Linked DNA regions of Sus scrofa: region 1 is linked to region 2. The links are chromatin contacts, called in public Hi-C maps. All regions are on one chromosome and are shown on one strand. The core of a region is the stretch at or near the end of the contact, and the rest is flanking DNA. Distances in the headings are between cores, read along the strand shown.

Region 1 (4,243 bases), core at 790-3,289, 350 kb after region 2:
AAACTCATCTCTAAAATCTATTTCATTAGGTTTGGACCCCCGGATTACCCAGAACAAGCCAGCCTCATCCTCATTGTAAGGACAGCTTCTCTGTACCTTCTTTGACAAAAGGCTGCTTTGTAGTTTTGAAGCCCACAGTACTTTATACTCCCACAATTTATTCATCACTCTTTGCCCTACCTCCCAGCCAGCAGTGCAGTCTAGACCATCCAGCAGCCAATCTCAGTCCCACAATCCTATTTAGTAATCTATTCAGGCTGCTCATGGTCTCACCCATGTCTTTCATCCCTTGTGCCCATTTACAGTCAGTCCTGTTTGCACCTTGAGTCCCAGACATCCATTGATGTTCTTTCTAAGGATTTGCATATTCTTGACATTTCATATAAATGGAATCACATAATATACGGCCTCGTACATCTGGCTTCTTTGACTTATAATACTTTTGAGTTCAGGCATCAGTAATTCCTTTTCATTGCTGAACAATATTCTTTTGTATGGATATATCACATTTTTGATCTATTCATCAGTTAGTTGGTATTTAGATTGTTGGCATTTTTTTGGTTATTATGGATAATGGTATTATGAACATACAAATGTGCATGGCTGTATGTTTCCATTTCTCTTCGGTAGATACCTATGGGTAAAATTGATGGGTTATATAGTAAATTTATGTTTAGTATTATAAGAAAATGCTGAATATTTTTCAAAGTGGTTGCACCATTTTACATTTCCAGCAGCAATGTGTGAGGGTCCTAGTTTCTATACAACATGGCCAATACTTGTTATCATATGTCTTTTTACTACAGCCACTCTAATGGATAAATGGTATCTTAACGTAGTTTGAATTGACATTTCCCTAATGACAAATGATGATGTTGGACATCTTTTTTTTCTTTGCTTTTTAGGGCTGCACTTATGGCATATGGAAGTTCCCGGGGTAGGGGCTGAATCAGAGCTGCAGCTGCTGGCCTACACCTCAGCCATAGCAGTGTGGGATCCAAGCCATGTTTGTGACCTACACCACAGCTCACGTCAACACCGGATCCCTGATCCACTGAGTGAGGCCAGGGATTGAATCCACATCCTCTTGGGACCCTAGTTGGATTCATTTCCACTGTGCAACAACAGGAACTCCCTTGAGCATCTTTTTATGTGGTTATTACCCATTGGTATAGCTATTAAAATCTTATGCCTATTTTAAAACTAGGTTGTTAGCCTTATAATTGAGTTAGCCTCACTGGATCTAAAATTCTCAGGTTGAATTTTCCCCAAAAAATCCCTGTGACTTAGTTTAATATTTCCCAACACTTTCCAAGAATCACTTCCTAGCAAAATGTTGTAAAAGATACAACATCATTGAGTAAAATGCTTTCTCTTGTAGGATATTCTTACAGCTAGTTTACTTGTTAATATTATAGTTGTTTAGACTTTCTTTCCTCTTTCTTTCTTGTTCAGACAAGATGGTTTCATGTCAGCTATCATGTTTGATTTTGTTGTAGAAAATATTCATTTATTCTATCAGAAGATCTGGATGAAGGACTATTAAACAGTGAGCAATGTGCTCCTTGATCCATGACAACTGGGATCTCTCTCTCAATAACAGGAGCCTGGAGCAGGACTTTTGAGGCATTTCAATCAAAAATGAGTTACTATAGCTAACCTTCTTCTCCTTGGTGCCTAATTCATTTTAAGTTAGTAAGTGTTTTTGAAAGTGAGTTAAACTCTTTTAAGCTAAGGGAATACAATTTTAGAGCACTTCAAAGTGATCTTTTCATTTGATACCTCGAAATACTGCCATGCCTTTTTGGATTTTGCCGTGCAAGGCGACTTCTTGGCCTCAAAGAAATCATGTGCCACAGTGATTTAGGGATTAGAAAGAGAAGGGTCTGGTTCAGTTTGGATTCACCTCTGATTTACTATTTGTACATCTGCAGTGTGGCCTGTGGGTTTGTGTGACTGTGGTAAGCATCCCAGGTGTCATCCTAACTCTAATAAAAGAGCTCTGGCTTTGACAGTGTTCTGTAAGTTCGCCTTGTGTTGGAACAGGCTGCTGACAATTCTTTGAAGTTACCTGAGGGTAAAACTCTTCACCGTCCCCATCACCTCATCACTTAAATTGCTGTAATTGGCTACCAATAGTCTACCATTCAGATAAGTATTTATATTGTTAACTAAGCCATCACAGTAATAGGTGTTTGCCAAGGTGTTTTCAGAAATAAGATGCTGCTATGTACATCTGCAGCTTAGAGGGAATGCTTGCACAGCAGGTTCTACTAAGACACTGAGAATAAATACTCTGCAAGCTGCTAAAATGAAAGGTTCTCATTTGAAAATTAAGTCCTCATACAGAGTGGACACACTTTAGGAATGCTGACACTTGGAACTCTCCTTAGACCCTCCTGTTCCTACTAACTGCCTCCCTGCCCTATTACATTGGTCCAAATTTCATTTAGTATTTGTTTAGTTTAATTTTTTTGAGAAATCTTTTTACTTGAAAGTGATATATATTAAGTGTAAGCTGATGATAAGGTAAATATTTCTAGTTTACTCTGGATTATTTTATATATGAAATATACTTGGAGTTTGATATTTCTTGTAAATTCAATATGATTCCAAATTTGTTCAAATATAAAAAGTATATGAATACTTAAATAGTCTGGAAGGAAATATATAAAAATATTAACAGGGCTATCTCTGGGTAGCTTTCTAAAAAATATATTTATCATACATACTTTCTTACATATTCATCTGTTTATACTTTCTCATATATCCACAAACTTTATTGGACTTTTAAAAAACATGATATTTTGTAATGCTGCACATACCAATCATATTTCCTCATTTACAACATTCCTTAAAATTACACTGTCTGGCAGAGAGAATACAGTCAATAAGAGTTTTGAAATTTAGGTAGACCACCTCTTTGGAATATTATTTTTGATATTTCCTCTCATTCAACAGCTATCAATTTGTACCCACTATATTTCAAAAAGTGCTAAAAAGGGAATGTAAACATGAAAGGCATGGTTCCTGCCTGCAGTGAGCTATGTCTCAGGATTGGATCTTAACTGAGAACTAGGCCCATAGATTATATCTTTTAGTGAAGAGCAAATAAGTCTTTTCATTTCTATTATTCTATAATAGCTTTATCATTTATACTGTCTCCTTCTAAACATGACAAGCATAGACAGACATATAGTTAGATATAAGTATAGATAAAAATTTCTCAAGAATGTAGCATTTGCATGGACAACAGTATCTCCTTAATCTAACTAACAACTAACTTTCTCAAACTACTTTTATGATTATGGTATTTTTCAGACTTAGATTCTGATTGTTAGGGGTATTGTGAGTCAACTCATTTTTCTCTTCTACTGTCAAGTTTGTAGTCACATGGTTTTGTTTTTTTGCAGATTTTAGGTTGGTGCCATACCACCAAATGACACAGAGCCCATTCCAAGACCAAATGAAATCTTGTTTTAACTGGCATATAGCTGTTTTTATTTGGGTTTCTGTGGAATTTGGAAGTCTGTAACTCATCCAAAATAAGGGCATTCCACAGATTCCATTTCGTAAAAGCTATCCCTCCTTCATATACTGTTTCCATTTCCTTCAATGTAACTAAACTTTTTAGCAGGACATTCCAAGAAAAGTGATAAGGGAGGTGTTTTAAAACAAGAACAACAAAGAATTCTTATTCAAGAAGTGCTGTGGATAATATTAATAATAGTAGCAGCAGGAGTAATAATAACAGTAGTATAGAAAAATAACAATCATAATATAATTAAACACTTAAAACATTCTTTTAAATAAATTCAGAACATCTAAGGATTAAAAATATCAACACTTTGTATATGTACCAGTTGCAGTACAAAGAATAGTCACAATTCTTTAGCAATGTGCATTGTTTTTCAAATTGTTTAAACAAAAACTATGTTTTTCTGGGCTGCCAAATCTTTAGCCTAAAAATCTTAGTTTTTCTTTTAAATGTAAAAGCAAGCATTCAAATGCAAAGATAAACAGGGACAGATTCTGCTATGAAGAGGAGGCTTTAAGGAACACCTTGGTATCTACCCATGTAAGATTAATCCTGTGGCATCTTGTTTCCTGAGAAATACATTATATGGAAGCTCCCCACATACAAGGGTCAGTCTCTTTTGATCATAGGTATAACTCACTAAAGTAAATGGGGATAAAGTGCACATATCAAGATGAGCATGGGACCCACAGAATACAATAGCAG
Region 2 (4,539 bases), core at 1,601-4,100:
ATCACATATTCTTTCCCTTATTCGTGACTTGGTTGTTTAGCCTGGATAACCATAGGATTTTTTTTTTCCCTCCTTTTTATAGTCCAATAGTTTTTCATTTTCTGGATAGAATTCCTTTCCAATACATAATTGTAAATCACTTGAAAATTTATTTCAAGAAAGTTTTCATGAAATAGAGATGTTAGTATTAATTCTATTCCACTGTTTTAATTTTCTTTCTTAGAGATTCCTATTACACATGTTTAATCTTCTTGGCAATCTACCTGTATCTAATACTTTCTCAAATCCTTTTAACTCTTTATTTTAATGAGGGGTAGTTTACATACAATGGAATTAATCTTTTTTAAGTGCAGTTGACCTATGAACAACACAGAGGTTAAAACTTATAGTCAGCTCTCCATATCCACAATTCTTCCACATCCTCGGATTCAACTAACCGTGATCGGTGAAGTACTATAGCATTCACAAAAATATCTGTGAATAAGTAAACCTGCTCAGTTCAAACCCACATTGTTCAAGGGCCAACCACATCATTTTGGCAAACTTTGGCAAGTATAAGTAGGAGTGTTTCCAAGATATAGAACATCTCCATCTCCCCCAAAATTTTTTCACACTTTCTTTGCGCATATATAAACTCCCAAAGTACTGGTCTGTTTTCCATCCTTATATTTTGCCTTTTCTAGAATATCATTTAAATGGGATCACATAGCATGTAGTTTTTTGTGTCTGATATGTAGCATAATGTTTTTGAGATTTATTCATGTTGATACATATATAATTAGTTCATTATTTCTATTGGTAAGTAGTATTTCTTTATGGAGAAAGGAAAATTTATTTATCTATTCATCAGTTAATGAGTACTTGGGCTGTTTGCATTTGGGGGCTATTATTAATGTCTTTCCTCCATATTTTAGATTCCTTAAGGTATTAGCTGTTGTGATTATTTGTCCTTGTATTCCTTTCTTAAAATCTTTATTCCTGAAATTTTTTTCCTTTTATTTCTAATTCTTTCCTAAGTTTTTTACCTCTGTTAAAATCTTCTTTTTCTTCAATCATCATACTTCTGAGTTCTTCCAATTCTGATTCATGTTTTTATTCCATAGCTTCTATCATTTTCTTAATTGCTTTTGGCTCAGTTGGAAATTGGGTGTCATTTTCCTGTGTTTTGTGGGCATATCTTTCTGGCATGCTCTCATTGTCAGCAAGTTATTCTGCTCCTTATTTTCCTTTTTATTTTAAAATTGAAGTATAGTTGACTTATATTAGTTTCAGGTATATAACATAGTGATTCAATATTTCTATAGATTACTTCACCAAGTTATTACAATACTATTGGCCATATTCCCTATTCTGTACATTATACCCCTGTAGATCATTTATGTTATAACTGATAGTTTGTACTTCTTAATCTCCTTCACCAACTTTTCCTATCCCTCCACCACTCTCCCCTCTGGCAACCACTAGTTTGTCCTCTGTAACTGTGAGTCTATTTGTTTTATAATAATTCCTTCATTTTGTTTTCTGCTCCTTAATCTCTCTTTTTTAAATAATAATTTTGGGAGTTCCCATCGTGGCGCAGTGGAAATGAATCCAACTAGGAACCATGAGGTTGCGGGTTCAATCCCTGGCCTTGCTCAGTGGGTTAAGGATCCAGTGTTGCTGTGACCTGTGGTGTAGATCACAGAGGAGGCTCAGATCTGGCGTTGCTGTGGCTGTGGCATAGGCCAGCAGCTGTAGCTCCAATTTGACCCGTAGCCTGAGAACCTCCATATGCCAGGGGTGTGGCCCTGAAAAGACAAAAGACAAAAAAAAAAAAAAAAAAAAAAAAAGAAAAGGAAAAGAAAAAACCTCCTAAGACAAGAATATACAAAGCTAAGTATAACATAAGCAACACACAATTATACAGCTTCCATCATTTGCAGAAAGTAAGTAACATTATTGTCTGTGAAGTTTATGAAGTCAGTATTTATCCTTATATTACTAAAAAAGAAAGTGATATACCTGAAATTTAAAAGCCTCAAGAGTAGGGCAATATTATAATTCTAAAGTGCTAATTACCACACTATATATAAAGATGTACATAATTGGAATGAAGATCTATTATCCTAATCTGAAGAATTCTTTTCTAAGTAGATTTTTCTCTGCTTTGGATTCCTTTTGAAAATGAAAGTAAATTTGATATTTGAACTGTTCGTACAACTTTAGGGCACTAGGAAAATTGCCATCTTGAACAAGTTAACTTTCTTTTATATAATAAGGTATATTTGCCAAGGCTTTTCATTCATACTAACTTGCTATAAGGTAGGCAGATTGAACAAGCTGGGACTTTGATCACTGGGGAATATCTGCAGCAAAATGGATGGAATCCCTGCCTTACAAAGTAAATTACTGTGATTTCCTAAAATGATGACCAGATCAGCCTTGCAAAGTTGGGAAAGGAAGGTTTCAGACAAGTGAACATAAGGGAAATGTTTAAATTTTCTCTTTTGTCATAGTTTGGGTCCCACTATATAATTAAGGTTTACAGCCTCTGAACAGAAATGAGAACGTCAACAGGAACAGTTCAGAAATTCATGTTTATGATGTAGACAAGAAGCATGTAGTCCAGAGACCAGGCCCCATCTGTGCAGCTTCACCAGGCGCCTGAACTTTATCAGGATGTCAGCCCCTGCAGCACACAGGGAAGAATTTCCAGTGTGGTCATCACACAAGTATCTTTCTGTTTGGTTTCACTCTCATTCAGCACTGTGTTGAAGTCTAAAGTTTGATCCCAGAGTAATAAGAAGCCTGGGATTTCTGGTTTTGCCTGCCCTGACCTAGTGCTGAGAATGAGAGAAAAGGGTATTCTCGCCATAGGTGCTGTTCAGAGAACTCTCAGTCAAGACAAGTTTCTTGTTAATGAGCTGCCTCTAGTCTACACCAGGGCCATTTGAGGGCTAAAATGTGAAGCAGCTAAGATAAGGTTTGGACTCCTGCTGACTTTACCATATCAGGTGCTAAAAATGCGCATTGGGAGGGAAGATTCAGGCCCACTCCCTCCCGGACTTGATCAAAATCTATTTCTTCTATACTGAGTTTTCTTAGGTCCTACTCAGTAAATGAGAAGGCCCTATTCTTTTTCTTTTTTCTTTTCTTCTTAGGGGGGCTATGCCTGCAGCATGTGGAAATTCCCAGAGCAGGGATCAAACCTGGGCCACAGCAGCAACACAAGACACTGCAGTGACAACACCGGATCCTTAATCCACTACAGATAAGGCCCTATCCTGTAGACTACCTCAGTGATTCCACAGTGCTGGCTTCACCAGGAAAACTCTTTTGTTAGCCATCTCATTATAGCAAATCCTTTCCCATCTTAAACGCCATATTCTGAAAGACTCTACCTGTTGGAAAAGCTAAATTTATTTATAAATTCTTATTTTTTCCATTTTTCTACTTATCCAATGACAAATACAGTTGTTTCTCAGAGCTCCCTGACCAATATGAGTAAGTTACCTCATGGGCTTGATAGAATTTCAGACAGAAAGCAATAAAAAAAAACAGGGGGGTAGGGGGTCAGTCTCTGAAACCATACCATGTATAAATGTATAATCTATTAAAATTTTTGGAGTTTCCAAAGTAGTTTGGATATCACAGCTTGAAGATCATTGATTTTTTTTTCATATTAAATTATTTATCCTAATATGTATTATTCTCTCCTCTTGAGTAAGACAATATCTTTCTTTGACTAAAATGAATATAATTATTAGCACTAAAGAAGAAGCAAGTCCATTAAGAGTTATATTTGAAGTCCATGGACATGATACCGTTTTCTGACTCTGGTGATGACTAGCCCTGCCACCCACAGATACATGACAATTCAAGGTATCTATTTTGAAATAGTTATTTTGACCCAACCGTTCGACAAACCATCACTAAACCATAATATTATCTTGGTTGATTTAGATTTCATATCTATCAAAATTATTTGTTTCAATTTGAGAGCATGATTTATTTGATAAAGGCTTGCTATTAGCTAGCCTTTTTTTTTTTTTTTTTTTTTGGCTGCACCTGCAACATGTGGAAGTTCAGGGCCAGGAATCAAACCACAACAGCAACCCAAGCCACAGCAGTGACAATGTTGGATTCTTAATCAGCTGAGCCCCCAGAGAACTCATTGAATGTTTACTTCTGAAAATAATTGTATTTGGTGATTTTTTTACATAGTATTATAGCTTTTTACTCTGTATTTTGAGGTTTGGTTTTTGTAAAAAGAATTTTGGTCTTTGCTTTTTGCTCTATTTTTTGGCCACACATGCAGCAGGCAGAAGTTTCTGGGCCAGGTATGTTCCAAACCCAAGCTGCAGCAATGACCTAAGCCACAGGAATGACAATGCCAGATCCTTAACCACTAGGCCACCAGGGAACTCTGCTTTTTGTTCTAACTATGTTTCTATAAAGATAATATTTCTACTTATTTTTATTTCTTTTTTGTCCTCATCTGCTGTTGCAAGTTCTCAGGCCAGGGATTGAACCTGAGCCAAATCTGAGCTGCATCTGCGC

What was found. A called contact is a pair of places that touch in the nucleus more often than the background predicts.
Region 1: a Hi-C map of omental adipose tissue shows a contact between it and region 2, with 1.6 times the contacts expected there. The contact joins two enhancer-like sites. A contact is called at or near these places in 16 of 47 Hi-C or Micro-C datasets (alveolar macrophages, embryonic fibroblasts, fetal heart ventricle and 10 more) and 2 of 2 datasets of contacts at active chromatin or transcription factors (alveolar macrophages and skeletal muscle).

The regions. Positions count from the first base shown.
Region 1 is chr7:67,601,547-67,605,789 of Sscrofa11.1, forward strand. The region is part of intron 1 of ARHGAP5 (rho GTPase-activating protein 5); the gene reads right to left. Among named protein-coding and RNA genes, the nearest start is that of ARHGAP5, 28 kb to the right of the region's middle. Within about 2 kb of position 2,040, at least 2 of the 83 cell types and tissues checked have an H3K27ac peak or open chromatin away from gene starts, as enhancers often do. A contact at or near this core is called in omental adipose tissue, where this site is marked.
Region 2 is chr7:67,254,216-67,258,754 of Sscrofa11.1, forward strand. All of the region lies in intron 4 of AKAP6 (A-kinase anchor protein 6), which reads right to left. Among named protein-coding and RNA genes, the nearest start is that of AKAP6, 210 kb to the right of the region's middle. Within about 2 kb of position 2,851, at least 22 of the 83 cell types and tissues checked have an H3K27ac peak or open chromatin away from gene starts, as enhancers often do. A contact at or near this core is called in omental adipose tissue, where this site is marked.